Linked DNA regions of Mus musculus: all the other regions are linked to region 4. A link is a contact called in public promoter capture Hi-C data. All regions are on one chromosome and are shown on one strand. The core of a region is the stretch at or near the end of the contact, and the rest is flanking DNA. Distances in the headings are between cores, read along the strand shown.

Evidence for each region. Promoter capture Hi-C pulls out the DNA fragments that hold promoters and counts their contacts.
Region 1: a contact with region 4 is called in a promoter capture Hi-C map of pre-B cells, with 3 times the contacts expected there. The contact joins the promoter of Tctn1 here to the promoter of Rsrc2 in region 4. A contact is called at or near these places in 2 of 39 promoter capture datasets (liver and pre-B cells).
Region 2: a promoter capture Hi-C map of neural stem cells shows a contact between it and region 4. The contact joins the promoter of Ubc here to the promoter of Rsrc2 in region 4. A contact is called at or near these places in 1 of 39 promoter capture datasets (neural stem cells) and 1 of 115 datasets of contacts at active chromatin or transcription factors (pancreatic cancer cells).
Region 3: a promoter capture Hi-C map of pre-B cells shows a contact between it and region 4, with 2.0 times the contacts expected there. The contact joins the promoter of Ift81 here to the promoter of Rsrc2 in region 4. A contact is called at or near these places in 1 of 39 promoter capture datasets (pre-B cells) and 1 of 9 other capture datasets (liver).

The regions. Positions count from the first base shown.
Region 1 is chr5:122,262,936-122,266,160 of GRCm38.p6, forward strand. Tctn1 (tectonic family member 1) reads right to left here and starts at 1,525. Exons shown (of 14, transcript NM_001039153.3): 1 at 1,203-1,525. The coding sequence starts at 1,434.
Region 2 is chr5:125,388,754-125,392,163 of GRCm38.p6, forward strand. Ubc (ubiquitin C) reads right to left here and starts at 1,264. Exons shown (of 2, transcript NM_019639.4): 1 at 1,157-1,264.
Region 3 is chr5:122,612,645-122,615,946 of GRCm38.p6, forward strand. It overlaps Ift81 (intraflagellar transport 81), which reads right to left and starts at 1,900. Exons shown (of 19, transcript NM_009879.4): 1 at 1,794-1,900.
Region 4 is chr5:123,747,855-123,751,105 of GRCm38.p6, forward strand. Rsrc2 (arginine/serine-rich coiled-coil 2) reads right to left here and starts at 1,560. Exons shown (of 10, transcript NM_001005525.2): 1 at 1,435-1,560. The coding sequence starts at 1,440. Kntc1 (kinetochore associated 1) reads left to right here and starts at 1,872. Exons shown (of 64, transcript NM_001042421.1): 1 at 1,872-1,970.

The DNA.
Region 1 (3,225 bases), core at 275-2,774, 1.5 Mb before region 4:
TTTGGTTTCCTTTTGGGGAAGAGGGGCAATAATCTCAGGCTTCAAACAAAGAATTTTAGCCAAATGCTGACGGGATGTCATAGCATTCTTATTTGTATGAATGAATGGTTTCAAAATTTACAAAAAAAAAAAAACCAAAACAAAAAAACAAGCTCTAGAGATGGGAGGCAGGCTGGGAGGCCCACACCTGGGAATCTCAGCAACTGGGAGGCAGAGTCAGGAAGATGTCAGGTTACAGGCCAGTCTGGGTCACTTAGCAAACCTGTCAGGAACAAAGTTAGGAAAGAAGGCGAAGGCAGGAGACTGGAATGGTTCTAGAACAGGCTGGGGAGATGGCTCAGGAGTTAAAAGCACATACTGCTTGTATACAGGACCTAACTTCTGTTCCCAGGACCCAAGTCAGCCAGCTCTCAAACAAACTCCAGCTCCCCACTTCGGTTCTCCAAGGGCGCCAATATATATCCACCCCATCCTCACAAACATATACAAATATGCACACACAATTTAAAATACTTTTTTAAGATTTAGAAAAAATTCCCCCCGAAAGTGGTATAACGCTCTGGAAAGGCACGAAGGGAAAGGGGAGTTTTATTGATAAATGAAAAATGCTTTCTTAGTCCGAAAGACAAATTAGCTCCTCCTTGACTAGGTCCTCTCTAGCCATGGACAACTGCGCGTACTCACTAAAAGAACGCCATACTCCCTTCACTGGGATGGGTAAAAGGGAGAGAGCAATTAAGTCCACTACCTCATGTGTTTAAATTTACAACCACGAATTGTTGCCAAAGCTTCAAATTCCGAGCGGTAAGTAGATACGGATGAAACAGGTGTGTTTAATAACTCCATTTAGCTGGTAAAAAATGTCTAAAACGCACTTAATCACCCTGAAAATATCTGCTGGGCTCTCAGTAATCTAGACACAACTGGGATGCCCATGTCCGTGTGTCTGCGTGGAGAGGACGAAGATCCACTTAGCACTCTTTCTTCTACCAGTACTGCCTTCAACTCATTCTGTAGGTTTCTATCTAGTACCCCACTGCAGCCGTCTGCAATGATGCGGAAAAGGGAGTAACTGAGCCCCGCCCTCCGCATTTGTGTGCCAGAGATCCGATCTCCCCCTGAGGGTAACGACAGGGAGGCTGAGAAGGGGGTAACTTTGAGCTGGTGTACCCGCTCCAGGGGGGTCACCCCTTTGTACCCACCGTCCGTGACCGGGGTAGGCCTGGGGCCAGAGCGCTCCGGTGCCCTGGGAGTTCCCGGGGTCCTAGGCGACAGGGAGGGCTGCAGAGTGGTGGGGGTGGCCTTGGTGGAATTGAGATCCTCCTTCGTCACTGCTGGGGTGGCCGCAGCCGGGATGGCAATGACCTGGGTGCTCGAAGAGGTGTAGCAGTTTAGGAGCACCAGCAGGAGCGGCGGGAGACCCCGCGACCCCATGGCCTAGCAGAGTAGCCCGCGCCGGGGAGCTAGGCCCGTCTGTTGCCCGGGCAACAGTCACAGCCTAGCGCTAGGTATCACGGGAAAGGGCTCGCGAGGCCAAACTGGTCTGCGGAAGAAGGTGGGGCCTGAAGTCAGACCCGCGAATGGGGCGGGAGCTGGGCGAGGCTATAGGCGGGGCCTGGGCGGAATCGGAGAGGAGGGGCGGGGCCGGTGGGGGCGGGGTATGAGACAGCTCTTTCTAAGGAGCCCTCAGAAAATCGGAAGATGTAAACTTCTGTTGTGACACTTTGGGTGCTGCGTGGTTGTTTTTTTTTTTTTTTTTAAAAATGTAGATTCCCAGCTATAGCCTCACAGAATTCGGAGTCAGTCAAGACTAGGGCAGAGCCTAGAAGAGAGTATTTCTAATAAAAGACCCGCAGCGCATGTTTAGAAGTGACTTGGTTCCTTTAAGTTACATTGAATTTCTTACCCCATGTAACACTTTCTTTACTTTCTTTGCCTTTGGATACATCGCAGGAGGTCGCCAGAGCACTTCTGTCCACGGATTTATTTATGATAAGAGAAACAAAAGAATTCTTAACTTTTTGGTTCTTTTAGACGGGATCTCTCTGTGCCTGACTAATCTCGAACCCAAGGCAGCCCTATGTCAGTGCCTCATGCCAGGCATGCACCACCGCATCCAACCTCCATATCTGCCTTTATGATTATATCATTTGGAATGTTCTTCTCATCGTGTGTGTGTGTGTGTGTGTGTGTGTGTGTGTGTGTGTGTGTGTGTGTTTACTGGTAGGGGGAGGATGGGGGAGGAATTTGAGACAGGGTTTCTCTCTGTAGACCTGACTGTCCCAGAATGCACTCTGTGGACCAGTCTGGCCTCGAACTCGGAGAACCACCTGCCTCTGTCTCTCAGGTATTTTTTAAGGGTTAGTTATGTTTTGTTTTGTTTTGTTTTTTGTATATGGTGTTGTGTCTGTATGTATGTACACCAGCAGAGGGCATCAGATCCCATGAGACAGTCATAGACATGACATGAGCCACCAAGTGGTTGCTGGGAATTGAACTCAGGACCTCTGGAAGAGCAGCCCAAGCTCTTAACCGCTGAGCCATCTCTCCAGCCCTTCCTTAAGTCTTACAGCCCTGTGCTTCAAATCATTCTGTGAAAAGTTCTCAAAATCCTTTTATCCAGTCTCAAGCCTCAATGTAATTTTCTGACATTTGACTTCAAGGTGTAGACTGTTATCTGCTCATACATTTCGAAAGCCTTAGGGGACAGTGGGGACTCATTTGTTAGTTTCTTTCTTTCTTTCTTTCCATCATAATTCACTGAGTCCATCTAGGGGCTAGAGAGATGACTCAGCCATTAGGAGCCCTTGCTGCTTGGAGAAGACCAGGGTTTAGTTCTCAGCACCAGCATGGTGGCTTCTCACCTGTGTTACTCCAGCTCTAAAGGATATAAACCGGTCCTCTGGTCCCTGGGGGCACCTGCATGAGTGTGTGCACCCAAATAAAAGCACACATCTAAATGTGACGCTTCCATTATTCAAAACTGAATATATGAATATAAGCAATATAGTAGTCACCTATGCTGGAGTTTCTTCCCAGTCAACATTTTTGTTGGCAACAAGTAACAAGTTTACTGGGTGTAGAATTTGGTTTGGTTTTAGTTTTCAGTGGTTTTTAAAGATTGATTTATTATTATATGTAAGTACACTGTAGCTGTCTTCAGATGCTCCAGTAGAGGGCATCAGATCTCATTATGGGTGGTTGTGAGCCACCATGTGGTTGGTG
Region 2 (3,410 bases), core at 14-2,513, 1.6 Mb after region 4:
TCTCCTTCCCCCAAAAGAACACCAAACTTTTGTCTGAACGATTAAAATTAGTCTGGAGTGGTGGTACTGGCCTTGGACCTCATCACATGGGGTGGTAGAGGCAGAGATTTTGACAGTTTAAAAAAAAACACCCTTGTCGCAGGACAATGGTGGTGCCTTTCGTCCCAACACTTGGGAGGCAGAGGCAGGAGGATTTCTGGGTTCGAGGCCAGCCTGATCTACAGAGTGAGATGCGGGACAGCCAGGACTACATAGAGAAACCGTCTCGAACCCCCCCCCCAAAAGTTTCAGTAGTCATAGTTGTACAGCGACATTCTTAAAACGAAACAGGACAAGAATGGCTCACATTTCCCCTCTGAATTTCCGGTTCCTGTTTACTCTGGAGAGGCTACCGGAGGCCGAGACCCAAACCCTGTCCTACAACCGAGGGAAAGCTAAAGTCAAGATAGTGACGTCACTATCCATTAGGAGGCCACGCAACCCGCGACGTCACAGGGGGCGGCAGGCCAGGCAGGCTGAACCGCCGCCCAACCCCCTTCCGGTCTCGATCGCACTTCCGTCTTTCAGCAAACGAACGGACGAACGCCGGGCCAATCGACCTCTCGGGCCAGCCCAATATCCACGGCTCTCACAGCAGAGGCTCCTACGGCGCGCAACCCTAATTCAGTCCCCACCCCACAGTCTCCGACGTCCCCGGCTTAACCGGAGGGCAGCGGCCTCGCGGGCCTTTTTCCTCCCCCAACCTCGTCCTGCGCGTCAGAGCCCCGCGTCTTCCCCCTCAGGCTTCCATCTGGCCGCCATCTTGCCGCCCAGTCCTCTGCCTCGGGGCAGCCGCGGTCCGCGCGGGCCACGGAAACCAAACGTCTGGGCCGCGGGGCTGCCTCTCGCCCCGTCTCGCCTCCAGCCTCCCGTCCCCGACCGGGTGCGGCGGCTTTCTCCTCACCAGCGGTGGTGGCGGCAGTCCTCACACAGCAGACGGAACTCGCAGTCTCCACGGAACTAGCTGCGGCACGCCCGGCGTCTCTTTATATAGTCACCGAAGCCCCGCCCCCCCCCTTCCGCGCGGTCCCTCCGCGGGCAATGCGGTCAGGGACTACTTTGTAACGCCGGGTCCAGTCTCGGCAGCGAAAGCGACAGGCTAAAACTATCAAGGTACCTCTCTCACGGAGTTGTTTCACGGTGGCGTCCAGAGATTGAGGGGCTTTGTGTGGGAGGGCAGGGCTGTGACCTCGGGCGACTCCGCGGAGGGATCAGCGCGCGTGAGACGATCGGCACGAAAACACGGCTGGGATCACTGAGGCCGGAGCGGGCCTTGGCGCAGGCGCCCTGCGGCTTCGCGGCCTGGCGCCCCTAGTCAGGCCACCACCCCCCACCCCCCCTGTTTTCTTTCCGCGCTAGGGGGACCCAGGGCTTTGGCTCCTGTCACACTGGGATCCCATTGGTGACCTCGCCTCCTCAATCCCCTCATCCCCGGCGGGTCACTATGCCCAGCCCTCACTGTTTTGGCACAGTGACAGGGTGGATGACTGTGCAAATCTCCTAACAAGGAAAATGACAAAGGGTTTTTAATAAATTTAAAAAAAAAAAATACGAAGGAGGGAATCTCTCCCCGATTTGGAAAAACGAATCTGAGTTTGTCAAGGAAAGCAGACAGTCTACACAGTTCTTGAAAACTGTTGGCATTAGATCTGAAGCCCAGCAGAACCTGATCTTTCCAGATTTTTCCTAAACCTTGTGTCCTTGGATTCGAGAAGGTTCTATGTTTTCTATGTGCTTGTCACTAAGTAAAGGTCAAAATTTCCAAATGTTGTTCATATTTGTTGTTCATATTCTGAGACTGAACCCACTGAAGCCCTGATTTTTAAATTTTTGTTGTTCAGATGGGGGTTTCTCTGTGTAGCCCTGCCTGTCCTGGAATATGCTATGTAGACCAGGCTGGTCTCAAGTTTATATAGGTCCTCCTGCCTCTGCCTCCCAAGTATGGTCTACAGATCAAGTTCCAGAATGGCCAGGGCTACACTTGACTTGAAAAACCAAAAACCAAACAAAAAACCCCCACAAAAACAAAAAAGCACAAATGTGCACGTGTAGTACAATGTTCAGATTACAGCAAGCATATATCCCACTTATACGAATCAAATTATTCAGGGTTTTTTTTGTTTTGTTTTGTTTTGTTTTTTTTTTTTTGGTTTTTTGAGACAGGGTTTCTCTGTGTAGCCCTGACTGTCCTGGAACTCACTTTGTAGACCAGGCTGGCCCCGAACTCAGAAATCCACCTGCCTCTGCCTCCAAAGTGCTGGGATTAAAGGCCTGCGCCACCACTGCCCAGCTCAGGTTTTTGAAATGTAAGGCCTAAGACCTTAGAAGGTAAGAATTGAATCCCTGATGGGGAGAGATGGCTCCCCAGTAGGAACAGGTCTTTTTCCAGAGTACATGAATTCAATACCCAGCAACCCTGTCAGGCAGCTAGCTTGTGACTCCAGCTTCAGGAGGGTCCAATGTCCCTAGGGACACTTTCACATACATGTGGCACACACTTAGATGGACACACACTATTAAATGCCTTTAATCTCAGCATTTTTTGAGTTTTTTTGAGACAGGGTTCCTATATGTAGCCCTGGCTGCCCTGGGACTCATGACATAGATCAGGCTGGGTTCTAACTTGCAGTTGATACTCCTGCCTCTACCACCCAGACGCTGAGAATTCAGGCCTGTCTGGCTCCCTGGTTTAGGAATTCATAAACATTCAAGATCAGAGGTATTGTTCAAAATATACTTTAACTGCAGGTGTTGTTCAGAATAGACTTAATTTTCTGTGATTTTTTTCCATGAATCGAGGTCATATGCCACTATAAAATTAAAATGTCATTCTCCGGGTTTCTGGGAAGCCACAGTGATTTCTGAGGCAGAGTTCTGGGCAGGTCAGTTCTTTCTAGAATTCAGACAGAAGTTTGAGGAAGGGAAGAAAACACTGAAGTTGGTTCTAAAGTGATTCTGGCTTCCGGCCACACCATGCTATATTTGGCTGTCGCTTTGCTTCAGCCTCGTGATTCCTGGTTCTTGGCTGAGTCACCAGCTTTGTGGCATCAGGTTTTTTTCCAGAGTCTAGAAGATTCAGAGCCAGGCAGCCTTGATTTTAGAAGTAGGGGTGGGGGTAGGGGCGAGGAAGAAGCAAAGCTTGAGCCCTGGACCTGGCCAAGGTGAGCTTGAAAGGAAGAGATCCTCAAGGCTCTGGGGTAAGGAAGAAAGTACCTAGTGTAGAAGAACTACATGACCTAATGTCCAACAACCATGATGAAAATGCATATCATACTGAAACCTATTGCTACATGTAAGTAATGAATGCTACTTTCTGTCAAGAGAAGAAAGTATTTTTGGCTCAAAGGATAAATTCTCTGAAAATCGACACA
Region 3 (3,302 bases), core at 650-3,149, 1.1 Mb before region 4:
TTCCCAGCACTGAATTAACTGGAGGTCCGTGAGCAGGCCTGTAACGTCAGCACTCAGGAGGTGGAAGCAGGAAGATCACAAGTTCAAGGTGGCCCTTGCTTGGCTACTTAGTGTGAGGTCAAAGCCGCTTGGGCGCCTTGAGACCTTGTCAAAATCACAGCAACAAAACTGAACTGCTATTCCTGAGCACTGCCCCACACTGTAAGCCCAGAAGTGAGGCGGCTGAGAAAGAAGGAGGCAAAGTTTAAGGCCAACCTGGGCTGCACTATAAGACCCTCTTAAACTAGAAAAGGTGAGGTGGACAAGACGACAAAGTCATCTCAATGCTTTCTTAGTTAAAACTATGAGACAGATACTGTTTCACTCAAGACATAAAGTAAGCCCTGAGCATCTTACTCCACCCCCCCCAACACACATGCTCGCGCGCTCTCTCTCTCTCTCTCTCTCTCTCTTTCTCTCCTTTTAAAACAGGTTTTGCTGTGTAGCCTTAGCTGGCCTGGAACTCACGGTGTAGACCAAGCTTCTCTCTCCTGAGTGCTGGAATTAAAATCAAGAGCCACCAAGTCTGGCATGAAATGGGTTCTTTAATTGGGTGGGTGAAGCTTACATTTAGAAGACATTTGGAAGAAAGGAAGGAAGGAAAGGAGGAAGGAAGCTAGAAGGAAGGAAATAAAGTTGTTCTAAAAGATAAGAAAGGATGGCACAACCAGTATGGTTGCTAAATTTAAGGTTTCTTTTTAAGTTTATATATAAAGACTATCTCAGGGATAGTAGTGTGCAATTTTAATCTCAGTGCTAGGAGGCAGAGGCAGGAGGATTTCTGAGTTTGAGGCCAGCCTGGTCTACAGAGTGAGTTCCTGGCCAGCCAGGACTCTACAGAGAAGCATTGTCTCAAAAAACAAGCCAGAAATAAATAAATTACAGAGAATATCTTTACTTTTTAAAAACTTGGGAGGCTCAAGTTTTCAACTGTAAAAATATAATACACATCCTTATATCCACATATATTTAAACTAATTTAGAAGTTGTCCATACGGCTTTTTCTTCTCTGAGAAACACAAAATCAAACCAAATATCTGGATAAGCAAGAAAATGTTGCCAAGAGAAGAAAAGGGGAGGGGCTCACGATTATTACAGGCAACTTAATGGTTGCTAAGGGTGGGGAACCATAATTAAACTCATTGGACCTCCAAAAGAAAAGGGGAGTGAGGTGGGGGCAAAAAAGTCGAAGGGAGAAGGGTTAGGAAATGGATTCCGTGGGAGCAGGAAAGCGAAGAGCGAGAAACGGGGATGGGGTGATGGAATACACTATATGTATGCATGTGTGAATACAGTGGTACCCATTATGCGCAACTAATACACGCCAAGTTTCCAAACTTTTTTAAGAAAAGAAATGAGCTGCGTTGCCCCACCAGCTTTCAGAGGACAGAGATGCTCTTGAACCAGGTAGGGCTGTCGCTGCCCGCCGGGCGCTGCGCGCTAAAATTAGCAAAAGCAATTACTCTCCCTCTTCCAGCGCAACCGGCCGAGCTAATTCACCAGCACTCACCCACTGCAGCACCCAGGGGGAGCCGGGGCAAGAATTAAAACCAGGACGCGCGTGGTATCCGGCCCAGCCGGGGCAGCGCGCGCAGGCCTACGGCCTCCTGCGACGCCCGGAGACCGAGGGGGACCCGCGCGGCCGACCCCCCGCCCCCCGACAGGCCCTGCTGCCGCCACCGGCCGGGAGCGGGCGCAGCTTGACGGGATTCGGGGGTTCGCGGAGTTCCCGACCGCGAGTTGGCGGGGGTTACCTCAAATCCTCCTCACGAAACCACCTCCCCACCCTCGGGAGGCACTGGGGCGCTTGCGGGTTCTTAGAGACCGCTCCTTGGCAACGGTTGCCATGCGGTGACGTCACTTCCTCTGGCTCGGGGAGGAGGGGGGCGCGCGCACACCGGAGGGCGGAGCCTCGGGCTGGAAAGCTTGGCCCTGGTACCTGGGGTTCCGAACCTCTGCAGAAAGCCTAGGGTGACTCTGGCTGTTATTCCCACTTAGACTCCTGCTGATAATAACCTTTGCGAACCGTCTACCGTTCTCACCTTGACAAAGGGCTTAACCTGTGCTGTTTGCGTGTGCTGTTTCATTCATTCATTCATTTATTTACCAAACTTGGGGCGACTTGTTTGAAGCAGGACTGGATAGGGTTTGGGGTCAGAAAGCATTGGGCGTGGTTTCCGAATTTAGGTTTTCGACGAAAGAATCTCCAGGTTAAATCATGCATGGAACAATTATAAACTATGGATTGAGAGACCCAGACATGGAGAGGAGAGACAGACCGGGACAAATGGAGGCCTACTCTGAAAACTAGGTTAGATGCTCAGACATCCTTGGAGAAACAGTAAATGTAATACCAGACTTGCCACAACCTCAAGCTAACAAATGATAAATTAGGCATTCCATACTGCTGACTGCTGGAAATGCAATAGAGAACAAGACCCAATAGGGTTGGTTCTGTCCTCACAGAGATGATGGGGAAAGAGAGGCAATATAGTTAAACAGCCCAGGACGGAGAGAAATGTACCAAGATGTCTCAGTGATGACAGAGTATGTGTGACGTTTACTGGGGGACAGGGATGGCTGAAGGAATCATACTGTCATGTCTCCATTAGACAGAGCGCTGTTTAAAGACCAGTAAAAAGAATCCAAATGACCTGTTGAGGTAGCTCAACTGGTAAAGGCGCTTGGCACACAAACCTAGAGACAGGTTCCACAGAGACAGATTGTGGTGTCCCCACCTGCTACAGACGAAAGGAGGAACTGACTTCACCCTGTGATTCCTTGGTGGGATTCACTGAGGAGTCTAAGAAGACATTCCTAGCAACAGTTTTACAGCATAGAGACCTTGCTTATTCTGTCTGAAACAAACTGTGGGTAGCTTTTCTTTTCCCCCCAGAGACGCCTGGTCAAGTCTGGTATGTAAGCTCCTAATGGTACCTTCTAACTGAACTGTGTTTGAGATTTTGAATAGATTTCTAACAGGCTCTAACAGCGGTTCTGAAAGCTTGTCACTTCTACCTCACCTCCCGCTCCACCCCCTCTTCCTCCACCTCCTCATCCTGTTCTCCTATAGCCTGTGCTAGGAAAGAACTCTACCACTGAGTTACACCTCCGACCTTGCTTTTTATTTTATTACATCATTAATTTATTGTGTGTAGGAGGGCCGGGCCCGTTGTGAGCAAGGCCACCCCTGGGCATGTGGGCCTGGCCGATGTAAGAAAGGTAGCTGAGAATCTCAGGAGAAGCAGGCCAGTAAGAAGTAT
Region 4 (3,251 bases), core at 310-2,809:
GGAGGATTACGTTTACAGTGGACGACACTGCAGAAAGCCAATAACTGAATTTATCTCACTTAAAATAATGGAACACAAGGAAAATAATACCATTCTTTTTTTTTCTTTTTTTTTTTTGGTTTTTCGAGACAGGGTTTCTCTGTGTAGCCCTGGCTGTCCTGGAACTCACTCTGTAGACCAGGCTGGCCTCGAACTCAGAAATTCACCTGTCTCTGCCTCCCAAGTGCTGGGATTAAAGGCGTACGCCACCACACCCGGCAAATAATACCATTCTTGAAGTATACTAAGAGGCCCAAGACACTAATCCCACAATTTAAAAAAGCTTGCCTACTCTTTGAAAAGTCAAAAAAAAAAAAATCATTCTAAATTCATCTAGAAAGAGGGTAGTGAGATGCAGAAAAACTACCTGTACCATTCTAATTTCAAATACTCCAACTATCAGGAAAAGTAAGCCTTATTTGCAATATGAAGTTAAAACCTGTCAGTAAAAGGAAATACAGAATGCTTACAAGAATATTTTCTTTCGAAAACCAGAAACAAATTATCACAGGCTAATATGATTCATTAGCAATGAGCATAGTATATATCCAGGGCAGGCTTCCTGTTCAGGTCTCTTAGATACGGCTTCCATTTGGTTCAGGAAGGGGGTCTTAAACAATGCTGCGGTTCTCAAAGGTTTCGGAGTTCGGGGGCAGCATGGCCTACAGAGCGAGTTTCAGGACAGCCAGGGCTACAGAGAAACCATGCCTCAAAAATAAAAACCCCAAAAAACAAAAAAAAACCAACCCCCCCCAAAAAAAAACCTCATAAATCGCTTTAAAACATAAGGGACTGGAACTAGATAGACTTTTTTTTCCCCTCTTTAAGTGAATCCCAGTTTCAACCAATAAGGTTCGCAAAACTAGAAGTAGCCCTATCACTGAGGGATCGCTCAAAGATAAATAAACAAACAAATAAAAAGACTGTGTCCTCCTACACTGCGCCTTAAGGAGCCTGCCTTTTGACCCGATGCGTCCCAGAGGATACTTCTGGTCTTTTTTTCCTTTCCGGTCAAATGCGATAAAGCGCCAAGCATGAACGCAGAAGCCTTAGGAAACGCAAAGCCTAACACCAGTCTGGGTCAAAGAGCTAAACCCCACAGTTCGGTGGGCTTCTGGAGAAATACTGGGTCAGGGAAAATGATGAGGAAAGTTCTGGAGAGGGAAAGAAAAAACCAAGCCATTCCCTGCGGCTCCCCACCCCCAGCCAGACGGCCTTACCTCCCCCTCCCTGCAGCAGGAAGCCATGATGGCGAGCGCAGCGAGCGGCCGCGGCGCCATCTTGTCCACACACAGGCACGGACAACAGCCCTGATGAGCTGGTCGCCCACTCTGTGTTAAAGAAACAAACAAACAAAAAACCCAGCCTGGCCTTCGAGCTCCACTTAGTACCTACCGCCATTATTTTTTTGAGTCCCGGCCGCTAAGGCGGCGCCTCTGCTTGCCCGCACTCAACAGTACTGGCCGCCTCGAAGCTTCGCCACAGACTGAATCTCTTGCGCGAGAGACCCGGATGGCACAAGAAAAAAAAAAAAAAAAAAAGGGGATGAGGCCGGGCCAGGCGCGCAGCTTGCTGGGAGAAAAAGTGGGTGGCGATAAGAGTTTCTATAACAACGCGGTTCGAGGCGGTGATTGGTTAGTCTCTCGAAGGGCGTGGCGTGAAGCCTACGAAGTGGGTGGGGCCAAGGATACCTCCCAGAATGGATGCTCGGTATCGGGAATTCAATTTAGTTTAGGGCGGGGCGGTTTCCGCGCTCAATTTTGAGCCAAGTTTGGCCTGCTCCGGCCTCCGTAAAAGGGGTTGAGCACGGTATTCTCCCGCCAATTCAAATCAGTGGCAGGGAAGGTAAAATGAGTAGGGGCGGTTGTGTCCGTCGGGAAGAAGTGTGAGACACTTGAGAATTCTCTTTTTAATTTCGTCAGCTGCTGCAGGTGAGACGTCAGCCTTGCGGCTCGATGGGAGCGGGAGGAGTGTTAGGTGGAACCAGCAGGGGGCTTCAGTCCGTCTCTGGGTTTTATCGATCTCTAGATGATGGCGGGAGAAAAAAATTAGAGAGGATTCTAGATGGCAGGCCGTCTGAGTTTTCGTGGATATAGCTTCATCGATAGTGTTTCATCTGATTCATGACCTTGTATTGGCTCGTCTGTTTTTTTTCCGCACTCGGTGATGTCAAAATCTGTTTATCACCTGTTTGCTCTCTTTCACCAGAAGAAAGTGTAGTCTTAAACGGGGCAGTGGTGGCGCACGCCTTTAATCCCAGCCCAGCATTCCGGAGGCAGAGGCAGGCGGATTTCTGAGTTCGAGGCCAGCCTGGTCTACAGAGTGAGTTCCAGGACAGCCAGGGCTACATAGAGAAACCCTGTCTCGAAGGAAAAAAAAAAAAAAAAAAAAAAAACCAAAACCAAAAAAACCCAAATACTTGACACAGTGTTCAACCATTTTGTCGTTGTTGTTCCCTCAAGACTATAAACCTCAGGGTTGGGAATGTTAAGTCAGTTGGTAGAGTGCTGAATAACTGGTCTAGCCTGTGGTCTGAGTCCAGACTCACAGAGCTTTGTCCTGTCTTTGCCTCCCAAGTACTAGGTTAAAGGCCAGTCTGGCTCAGAACTCAGAGATCCACCTGCCTCTGCCTCCTGAGTGCTGGGATTTAAAGTCGTGTTATGTTCTTAGCAGGAGCTCTTTTCCTTTATTCATTACATTCCTAGCCCAAATGTTATCTGCTTCCAGATAGCATATTATCAGACAATTCAAATAGAGTCCCAGGAACCATCAAAACCCAGAACAAGCAGGACGTGATAGCTCTTGACTGAAATCCCAGGAGTCTAGAGCTGAGGTAGGACGATCCTGAGTTCAAGTTAGGATCAAGACCTTTAGTTACACAGTGAGAGGCTGACTCAAAAGAAAAAGTTATTCAAAACAAAACAAACAAACAAACAACCCTTCAAGCCAGGCAGAGATGTCGCATACCTTTAATCCCAGCACTCAGGTGGCAGAGGCAAAAGGATATCTGAGTTTGTGGTCAGCCTGGTCCATACAGTGAGTTCTAGGCTACACACACACACACAAAACTCCTTCAAAACAGCCTTAGTTTTAGCTAACTCCAACATTCCCCTCCCACTCTGTGTGTGTGGACAGGATCTTGCAATACAAGCTTGGACCAGACCAAGGTTCCCCAAATTTGAAATTATTCTTCTGTCTTCGCCTTTGGCATG